Regions from separate parts of the Sus scrofa genome. Here regions 1 and 3 are each linked to region 2. A link is a contact called in public HiChIP or PLAC-seq data. All regions are on one chromosome and are shown on one strand. Each heading gives the region's core, a stretch centred on a gene start, on an enhancer-like site or on the middle of the called end of the contact. The rest is flanking DNA. Distances are from core to core; before and after follow the strand shown.

Region 1 (2,808 bases), core at 293-2,792, 290 kb after region 2:
ATGGTGTGAATTCGGGTTCGAAGGCCGTCTGATCCTGGGAGTCTATCCTTCACTCCTCAAGATTCCAAGTCAACCGAAACCTCAGGAGAAAGCTGGGCCTTAGCGATCGAGCCGGCCCTTCGGAGCTCGATAAACTACATTTACCAGAAGTCTTGGCTGGCCATGTCTGCTTTAGGAAGCCGGGGCAGGTCCGGGTGCCGCCATGGCAACTGGGGGCGGGGTTTCCAGATTCCGTCGCCGTGGCAACGGCCAGGGATTGGCGAGCTTCGCACAACAGCACTGAGCCGGTCCACAGGGAGCGCCCAGGCCCCTGCTCCGCGCTCCTGGTCCCGCTGGGCCGCCGCCCGGGTCCCTGCCCGCACCTTCCCGATCGAGGGGCGCCCGCCCTCACCTCCGCACTCAGCGGGCCGCTCCGTGCTCCTGAGCATGCGCGCTCCCGACTTCCCCCGCCCCGACGGACTTTGTCTCCCAGAATGCTCCACGCACCAGCCCGGGCGCCGCCTCGCCCTTCCCGCAAGCTCGTCTCAGTTTCCGCCCTCCTCCCGCTGTCCCCCGGGGCAGCGTCGTTCGCCACGATCGGATCACACTCCGGGCCGCGCCTTCCTGCGCTCCCAGCCTCACATCCAAGCGTCAGGGGCCCGTCGACGCGCGCAAGCTTCCCAGGGGGCAACAGGAGGCAGCACCGCCTGCCCAACAGCGCATGCCCTCCACAACGTCTTCCTCCATTCTCTACGCGGCTCCTAGGGATTAGCAGGACCCTGAACCAATCACGGCCCTCGCTTGGATTCCGTCAGCCCCTTTCTCCATGGCAACCCCCTGCAGAGACTGGGCCACCCGTGCCGTCGCCCACAGGACCGCAAGCGAGCCTCTCGCGCTTTCGCCCGGGAGAGGGGCTTAGCCCAGCCGTTTCTGGGAGGCGTGGCGGCCGGCCCTCTGCGCGCGTGCGCGCAACGCGAAGATGCTCTTTTGTGCCAGCGGACCGTAGGCGGCCCGGGCGTCTCCATGGTAACCGCGCGGGTGGTGCCGGCGCTTTCCAGTGCAACCATGGGTACCCGCAGGCGTCTGCAGGAGGATGGGAGAGATGGGAGGAGGTGATGCCGAGCGAGAGAGACTGCGAGGACTGACAGACAGACACTGAGGAGCGGGGGCGGGGCAGGCTGTGACTAGAGACAGTGAAAGTAAGTGAACAGCCCCCGGGACAGAGACACGGGCAGGACAGAAAGAACGAAGATTTCTGCTCTCAGAGTCCTAAACTGTGCGATAAGAAGACAGGGAGGCAGGGCTGGGTAGACTTGTGTCAGGACCGTTAACAAGAGGGAGAGAGATCGGGGCGGGATGGAGAGGAAAGGAGAGACAGGAGAGGGAGAATTCGTTTACGGCGACAAGACGTGCAGATCGAGTTTCAAGGGATAGAGATCAGGAGTACAGAAGCAAGAGGCGAGAAAGGGACAGAAATTAGAGGTACAGTAAAATAGATCGAGAGTTTCAAAGACTCGGGGAAAGGTGACAGCAAGAAGAGAGACGGAGCGGGAGGGACGCTTGTGAAGAAAACTTACACAAAACTTGACAATAAGACAAGAAAGATGTCTGGAAGCCTTCGCACCATCTCTGCCAAGTCTCCTTCAGGTCATCTGATTTCCTAACCAGAGCAACGACTTCTCACTTCACTGCTTTTGATCAGAGTCCAGATACTGTGAAGTTAGATGCTAACTTGTAGAAGGTTGATAGACTGTAGTGCTTTCTGTTCAGTAGAAAAGGGTACCCCAAGTTTTTTGTTTTTATCACACTGTAGGACACTAAGCAGGATACTAAGTGCTGGGCCTCTCCACTGCCTTGTGAAGCGCTACTAATCCCACTTTGCTATTTTCTTTCTTTGCTTTTTAGAGCCGCACCCGCGGCAACATGGAGGTTCCCAGGCTAGGGGTGGAATCAGAGCTTCAGCCGCTGGCCTACACCACAGCTCACGGCAACGCGGGATCTTTAACCCGCTGAGCAAGGCCAGGGATCGAACCCGCATCCTCATGGGTCCTAGTCGGGTTCGTTAACCGCTGAGCCACGAAGGGAGCTCCCACACTTTTATTTCATTATTCCTTCTTTCTTCTTTCACCCCCTCTGCTGTTCCTTCTCTCTCATATTCCCAGAACCACCTGTGTCACCTTGCTAGTTCCCACCGAGGTAGATAAGTCTTTGACGCGTATGTTTTTTGCTCTTTCGAAATTATGTTTTGACAGTCTGAAAGGGCACAGTTCCCCGGAATGAGGAAACAGTGAGACACCGCCGGGAAGGGAGGGAGATTAGGGAGGACGATGGAGAGAGAGAGAGACTGAAAGTAGAACTCGGGGAAAGACAGGAGAGGTCTTAATGGGCGAGAAAGCCAGCCTTGGGCAGAGGTGGCCTCTGGCGCCCCAGCCTGGACCCCGCGCTCGGCCACCTCGTCGCCGAACTACGTTCCCATATCCCGGCGGGCCCGGGGGACCGCGCAGCGCCGGAGCGCCGTCGGGCGGGCCCCAAGCGGCCCCCTCCAATCCCGGCCGTCGCCTGGCAACCTCCGCTTCCGCCGATAAGATGGAGGCTGGGATCGGCGGCCACCGGGAAGCGGTGCCTGGGGCAGGAGATGGGTTGGGGCCGCAGCCCCGCCGGCCTAGTTGAGGCAGCCGGCCCGCGTCGTGGTCCGGAGATGAGGGCGGTCGGCCGCGGGGGACCCGGGGGCTCCGGCCAAGGGGCTTAGGCGCAGGTACTCTCGGTTCCGGTGGGGGGAAGGGAACGGAGACCTCGGGCCGGCCAATCGGAGCCTTCGGCGGCCCCGCG
Region 2 (3,211 bases), core at 344-2,843:
GGTCTCTGGCTAAGTACGAACACGAAAAAGTCAACAGACTTAAGGTCTTAATAGCAGCAAATACGATGAACAATGTGATGTGCAGCCTGCACATGGATGTGTCCCACAGTGACCACAGAACTTAACAACTCCTGGAACAAATTTAGTATGCGGTGGACAGAATGACCCAAATAGAGCACAGGGCTGCTGGAACCTGCTAGGAAATCCCAAGGAAGTGAGGAGACTACACTGGGCCGGCGCTGAGAAGGAGAGGAGAGCCCCAAGCAGCAACGGGAGAACATCAGAGCTTAGACCCTGGAACCTGAGACACCAGACACTGGACTCTGAGGAAGACATGAAAATATTTTGTCCCAGATGCTTCAATATGATGAGAGGGGGAATGCATCCAAGGAAAAAGAGCAAACACCACGTCTGAGGCAGCCAAAGACTTCTTTCACTTCCTAAACATGGACATCTAGCTCGCAAGTGAGGACACTGGGCAGAGCATCTTGTCCAGCGTCCTCCAACTGCCTGACAAAGATCCTTTGCTGAACCTTTTCCCCAGGAAGGCCCATGCGTGTACTTCCTCGTACACACATTTCCTCCACTTTAGCAAGAATCCTAAGTCAGTTTATCAAGAATTCCTTACTTCTCACATCTGATCAAAATCATCGTCCCCAGTATCTCTCCCAGGTGATATTCCATCACCCCAGCCTGCCTTCAGTAAAAAAACCTATCAGCTTGTTTCAAAATACCCCTAGACTTGATGTCTCTTCCTAATTTTCTACCCACCAACTACCCCCCACCTCCACCCCCCTCCCCAATCCTTGACTATAAAGCAGAATTCAGCTCAGTTCTACAATGAAGTCACCCAACCCCTGTTAAAACAGTTTATTGAGTAAAATCTATTTCCACCGCTTTAACTACCGTCCTGCTCTGGTTTATCGTTGACAACCCCCACGCCCCATGCCTTGAGTCCACGTGACAATGCCCTACTCCCCACAACTTGGGTGGACAGTTAGTCCTGGCCCCTCCGCACTGTCCATGGGCCCGACCCCGCTCCCCTCCCTGGGCCTGGCGGACGTTCAGCTTCGTCCTCTGCACACTTCCGGGCAGGCCCGTCTCCCCTTCCCTCCTCAGGTATATACATATATGTGAACATATATATATATACTTGTGTGTCTTTTTTTTCAGGTCTGCACACTGCAACATATGGACGTTCCCAGGATACAGGTGGAATGGGAGCTACAGCGGCCGGCCTACAGCACACCCACAGATAGGCCAGATTCAAGCGGTTTCTGCAACCTACACCAACGTTGGATCCTTACTCCACTAAGCGAGGCCAGGGATCAAACCTGCGTCCTCAGGGATACTAATTAGGTTCGTTACCCCTGAGCCAGGACGGAAACTCCCCTTCTCTGGCATATTGCCCGCTCCCCTCCAGAACACCTCCCACCATTCCAAACCGCCCCTTCTTCCTCTCCGTTAGGCGTGGATGCCCTCCAAGCCCCGCCCCCTTCTCGGAACTTGAAGGACGTCTAGCCCTGCCCCCAAGCACTTCCGGCCCGCCCCTCCTCCCTCCGTTTTGGGTGTGAGCTGCAGCCCGCCCCACCCCTCTGCATTTCCGCCTCAGCCCCGCCCACGCTCCCTTTCTCCACTTCCGGCCCTCCCCACGCGTGGTCGCCCATATGTCAGGGCACGGCTCCTTCCTGGCCTGCGTTGCCGTCCTCGCCGGTGCTGCAGCCCAGTCGCTTGACGGGTCCAGCCCGAGGCCTTCTCTAGCCCAGCGGGACTACTAGGGCGCCCTTCCGTCGCCCGGGCTTCGCGTGCCACCCAGAGTTGGCCCGCCAAGATGGCCGTCGCCTGCAAGGTGGGGGCGCGCCCCGCCGCGGGGGTGTCTGGGAGTTGTAGTCCGGACCGGCGCGCTGACGCACTTCGCCACGGACCGACGGGCGCCATAGTGCGCCGCGCGCGGGGTGAGTGCGGCGCCAAAACCGCGCCCGTCGGGGACTCTGTTCCAGGCCGGCTCTGCAGGGCAAGCCCAGCCGCAGCCCCCATTTCGCCAAACACAAGAGGAGCTCAGAACCACCTCGCCTGCCGTCCTTCCGCCGCGGGGCCTGAAGGGGCAGTGGGGGTCGGGGACTTGGGGCCCAAAAGATGCGGGGACCGGGCGGGCCGTCCCCCCTCAGGGCTCGTGAAGGGTGAGGAAACGGACCGATTCCTTCTGGGTGTGGAGGATGGGGAACCGGCCCTCTGGGTGTTCGAGAGCTGCTGGAGACAGCCCTTCAGGGCGTCTTCCGAAGTGGGGGATGGAGCTGTCATTTCCGGTTGTTTGGGCTGAGGGGGGCGGGGGCCGTGACTCAACCCTCGCGCCCCTCCCACCTCCAAATTTGACTTTCTCAGGACTCTGCCCACTCCCCCGAGACACCTCCAGGAAGAGGAAGGCATGGCTTCCGGGCTTCCGACGGCCTGGTTCCCTGTGAGTAGAGGGTTCTTTATGAGTTTTAGAGTCCATCCCTGAAATGCCCCGGGCCGCGCAACATCTCGGGGTTGGGCGAGGAACTGGCTGGGAAGGAGAGACCTTAGTGGACAGAGGAATAACAAGTATTTTAGCTTTCCAAGGATAAAGGTCAAATTATGGGGGATTCTCATTTATCCATTAAACTAGGAGAGTGGGAGCTGGGGAGGGAGACGTTGACAGGTCTAAGCAGGAATCAGGCTTCTATTTAGATTTCAACAGCTACTTTAGCATTAAAGCTTAGTTATTGGGGGCTAAGGATCCGGCATTTGCCGTGAGCTGTGGTGTAGATCGCAGATGTGGCTCGGATCCCACAGTTGCTGTGGCTGTGGTGTAGACCAGTGGCTACAGCTCCGATTGGACCCCTAGCCTGGGAACTTCCATATGCAGCAGGTGCGGTCCTAAAAAGCAAAAAAAAGAAAAAACTTAGTCACTGGGAGAGAAGAGAGATGAAGATGGATCCTTGAAGGGTGGAGGAAATATAAATAGTATGGGCAGTGGGTGGGAGCTGAAGGCTGGAGTGTGTGATGATTCAGCTCATTGCGGAATCCCGTAGCAGGAGGTATACCCAGGAATCCCCAGGTTAATAAAAAATGGAGAGGTTTTCAGAGAATGAAGAATCTCCTTCGGCCTTACTGGGTAGTCCTCCATGCTGTGACCAGAATAGGGTCAGCCTTGGGTTTGCTGTTTCAGACAAAAGCAAGAACTCATGAT
Region 3 (3,232 bases), core at 326-2,825, 270 kb after region 2:
CTTCTCTCTCGAAGTGAATCCTTCAACTCAGTAAATCCTTAGCGCACAGCTCCCACTGTGGTCCACAACTGCAGGTGGTCTGGCCCACACCCACTCCCGGGCTGGCCTGTGCGCCCTCTGACACCTGCAGCTCAGACACACTTGATGCATAGGTCGTCATAGGCGCACTCTCTTCATTACTTGAAGTGCAGCTCCAACACCATCTCCTCAAAGACGGTGTTTCTGGACCCTGAAACTAGGAAGGCCCCCCTCACCCCTTCACCCCCGTTTTCCTAGAAACACCCGCCTGTGGGTGTTCTGTCCGTTCCCCTTTGCTATAGTACCAGTGTGTGACCAGGGGATAGCACCTAGCTCTGTGTCCCAGCCTGTGCCCGACCGAGCTTACCATCTGGCCCTGCTTGGCCATCTTCTTGATGTCTGCAATGATCTTCTTCTCCTGGGTCTCTAGCTTCTGTCGCTCACGGTCCAGCTCTCGCATCGCACGATTCAGGGCGCGCTGGTTCTGGCGCAGCAGCTCCTCTGGCGTCTTCCGGCGCCCAAACAACAGGTCCATGGCCGCAGGAGCCCACCGGTGGGCCTGGGGCAAGTCTCGCTGCAAGGTGGCGTGGGGCCCAGAAAGGGGGCGAGGGGCAGAGCTGGGTTCACATGGTGTTCGGGTGGGGACAGATGGCGGGGGGTGGGTACGCAAAATGGAAAGAAGTGAGCAGGGTGAACAGCGTGACTGGAAGGCAGAGTGGAGGAGCCGCAGGGACTTGGGTTAGGTCACCACAATGTGCCTACCGCAGCCCCTCCATCACAGTGCCCCCAGGGAGGCGCAAGACTTGTCTCCTCCAGACCCTGGGATGAGGTTCTGGAGTGTCCGATGGACTGAGACTGGAGATGATAGAATGAGAACGCACAGGGGGTGGGGTGGCGAGGGGGCCACTGGGTCGCGGGGCTCAGGGACTGGACAGGAGACAGCCGCCGACGGGAGCGGGCAGAAGAGGTGGAGGCCGCGAGGGAAGCTGACGGCGTCAGGATGGAGTTGGGACAGGGGTTCTGAGTGCCCAGGGACTCCTGGTGTGGAGAACACAGCTGGGGGACGCCGGGGACTCCCACACAGAGGATGAGAAACTGGGTGTGGGGGTGCCCTGTTCGCTCAAAAAAGTGGGGGGGGTCGGGAGGACCGAAGGCAGGAGGGCACAGGCGACCCAGGGATGGGGCAGGGGCCCGGGGAGGGGCGAGGCTCTCCACACCTCGGCCAAGGCGCCCTCGTACGCCGCCGCCCACGCGCCCACCCAGCACCGGAGCCCCGGCGGGGCCACTCACCGGAGCTGGGACGGGGGTTCGCTTCCACTTCCGGGTCACGCTCCTCTGGCTCGGCTCCCTGGAGCGCCCACCAACCACAGCCCCTTGGTTCTGTCGCCTCTGCCGTCGCCGCCGTTTCCGGATTAAACCACTTGACGTCACACGCTCCGCCGGCACCCGGAATGCTGGGAGGGGACAACAGCGCGCGTGCGCACGTACTGGGGAACGGCCGCCGCCGCCCCCCCTCCCGGCGCATGCGCACCACCTTCCGCGTCTCCGCAGCAGGTCAGGAGTCTCAGGTTCAAATCTGGCTTGAGGGAGCCGAGCCACGGTCGGAGTCCTGGTCCCCGCGGGGTTGGTGCACCTTCGGGCGCCTTCCGCCCAGCGACCCGGAAGTCTTGCATCCCACCCTGTCATCATAGGGCCCAGCTCATCTGAGGGACCCCGAATTCTGTTTCTGAAACTCAGGCACCTGCAACGCCAGGCGGGGTTCTCCTCCACCGGCCCGGCCCACCCACGGCACGGCAGGACTTAACAGAGGTGCGGACTTTCCCCTCTGCTGGCTTACTAGATTCTGACCCTCTCTTATCCCCGAGTGGGATTTATCCTACTCAGCCGGAGGCGGGGGTCTCGGTCCCCCCACCACTCCCAGGGCTGCCTCGCATACAGGGCAACCTGCTGAGGTGCTCCAATGTCACCTGTGACCACAACTCCCACCATTCTTGCTGCAGAAGCCCTGGTGGTATCACCTGACCCTCCCAGCCCACAAAAGGAAGAGGCAGAGGCCATGCAGTAACATTCCCCTTTAATAGCCTGGTGGGACCTCCAGTGGTGGAGGGGTGGGGTGCCGGGTTCCCGGCCATCCAGTCCCCTTGGCTACCCACCCCAGAGCCCAGTATAGTGGGGCTGGACAGCACCCAGCAGGGGGCTAGACAAGCCAATTCATTTCCCATCGCTGAGCTGGTCGGGGGAGGCAGTGCCGACCTTAATCACATGGTGGTTTAAAAAAAAACAAACTAGGAGCGGGTGGCAGGGAGGGGTGGCAGGCCAGGGCATGGGATTCCCCCACCGGCTCTCCCATGCCCCCCCCACCTGTGGCCCCCAATAAATATCTGCAGGGGATGCCCGGGCTAGTGACCCCGGCAGGGGTGGGTAGGCGCCAACCCTATTTCAGGCAGCGCTCGAAGTAGGTGGAGCCGATATAGCCACCCCGCATGGAGCGCTGCACGTTCTGCTCAAACAGCCTCCGGTTGTTCTGCAGGACCTCGGCGGCCTCCTTGTTCAGTGGGTCTTCAGGGTTGGGCTCCTGTGGCCAGCAGCGGTGGGGGGTCAACAAGCCCAAGGAGCAGAGGGCCAACCTTCCCCAGCCCCAGCCCCCAACTCTACTCACCAAGAAGAGATACTGCAGGCCATAAATTATGGAGTTTATCGTAAGGACTGGCTTCCAGTCCTCTCTGTGGGCAGACAGCATCATGGTCAAGGGCTGGTGAGTGGGCAGCTGCCACAGACCCTGCTGGGACTGGACAGGTCAAGCCCAGGGCATGGGACAGTGTGAATGTGAGAAGCTAGTGGGAGGGTGCAGAGGACAGGCCAGGGAGAAAGCCAAGGTCAAGCCATGAGGAGGAGATGAAGAGACAGGGACAGAGACCACAAGGGGGAGTGAAGGGGCAGAGACAGGTGCAGTGCAAGGCCATGAAGGGGGCCTGGCGGGCAGGGCTGGAGAGCAGCGGAGGGCTAGTGCCCTCACCTGAGGATGTTGAGGCAGACGTTGCCCTCGAGGTCAATGTTGGGGTGATAAACCATCGTCTCACACTTCACCTTGGGGGGGTCATGCGGGTAACCCTGGCCCACCTGGCTCCAGGAAGAGAGAGGGGAGGTGGATAATGCCCCAGCAGTGTCTGGCTGGAGCCTCCGCTGCTGCCTTCTCAGCCCAAGGAGCCACCCC

The links. HiChIP or PLAC-seq counts read pairs in DNA pulled down with a chosen protein or histone mark.
Region 1: an H3K27ac HiChIP or PLAC-seq map of alveolar macrophages shows a contact between it and region 2. The contact joins the promoter of LOC110261337 here to the promoter of LOC100518738 in region 2. A contact is called at or near these places in 1 of 5 promoter capture datasets (liver), 2 of 47 Hi-C or Micro-C datasets (blood and heart right ventricle) and 1 of 2 datasets of contacts at active chromatin or transcription factors (alveolar macrophages).
Region 3: an H3K27ac HiChIP or PLAC-seq map of alveolar macrophages shows a contact between it and region 2. The contact joins the promoter of CHMP2A here to the promoter of LOC100518738 in region 2. A contact is called at or near these places in 2 of 2 datasets of contacts at active chromatin or transcription factors (alveolar macrophages and skeletal muscle).

Annotation. Positions count from the first base shown.
Region 1 is chr6:63,122,392-63,125,199 of Sscrofa11.1, forward strand. It overlaps LOC110261337 (tigger transposable element-derived protein 1-like), which reads left to right and starts at 1,543. Exons shown (of 3, transcript XR_002345404.1): 1 at 1,543-1,626. MZF1 (myeloid zinc finger 1) reads right to left here and starts at 1,634. Exons shown (of 6, transcript XM_021097358.1): 1 at 1,557-1,634.
Region 2 is chr6:62,831,683-62,834,893 of Sscrofa11.1, forward strand. It overlaps LOC100518738 (neurotrophin receptor-interacting factor homolog), which reads left to right and starts at 1,594. Exons shown (of 11, transcript XM_013998887.2): 1 at 1,594-2,180; 2 at 2,383-2,458. The coding sequence starts at 2,137.
Region 3 is chr6:63,103,457-63,106,688 of Sscrofa11.1, forward strand. It overlaps CHMP2A (charged multivesicular body protein 2a), which reads right to left and starts at 1,576. Exons shown (of 6, transcript XM_021097415.1): 1 at 1,309-1,576; 2 at 386-592. The coding sequence starts at 553. UBE2M (NEDD8-conjugating enzyme Ubc12) reads right to left here. Exons shown (of 6, transcript XM_021097419.1): 4 at 3,035-3,138; 5 at 2,678-2,741; 6 at 2,076-2,593. The coding sequence ends at 2,453.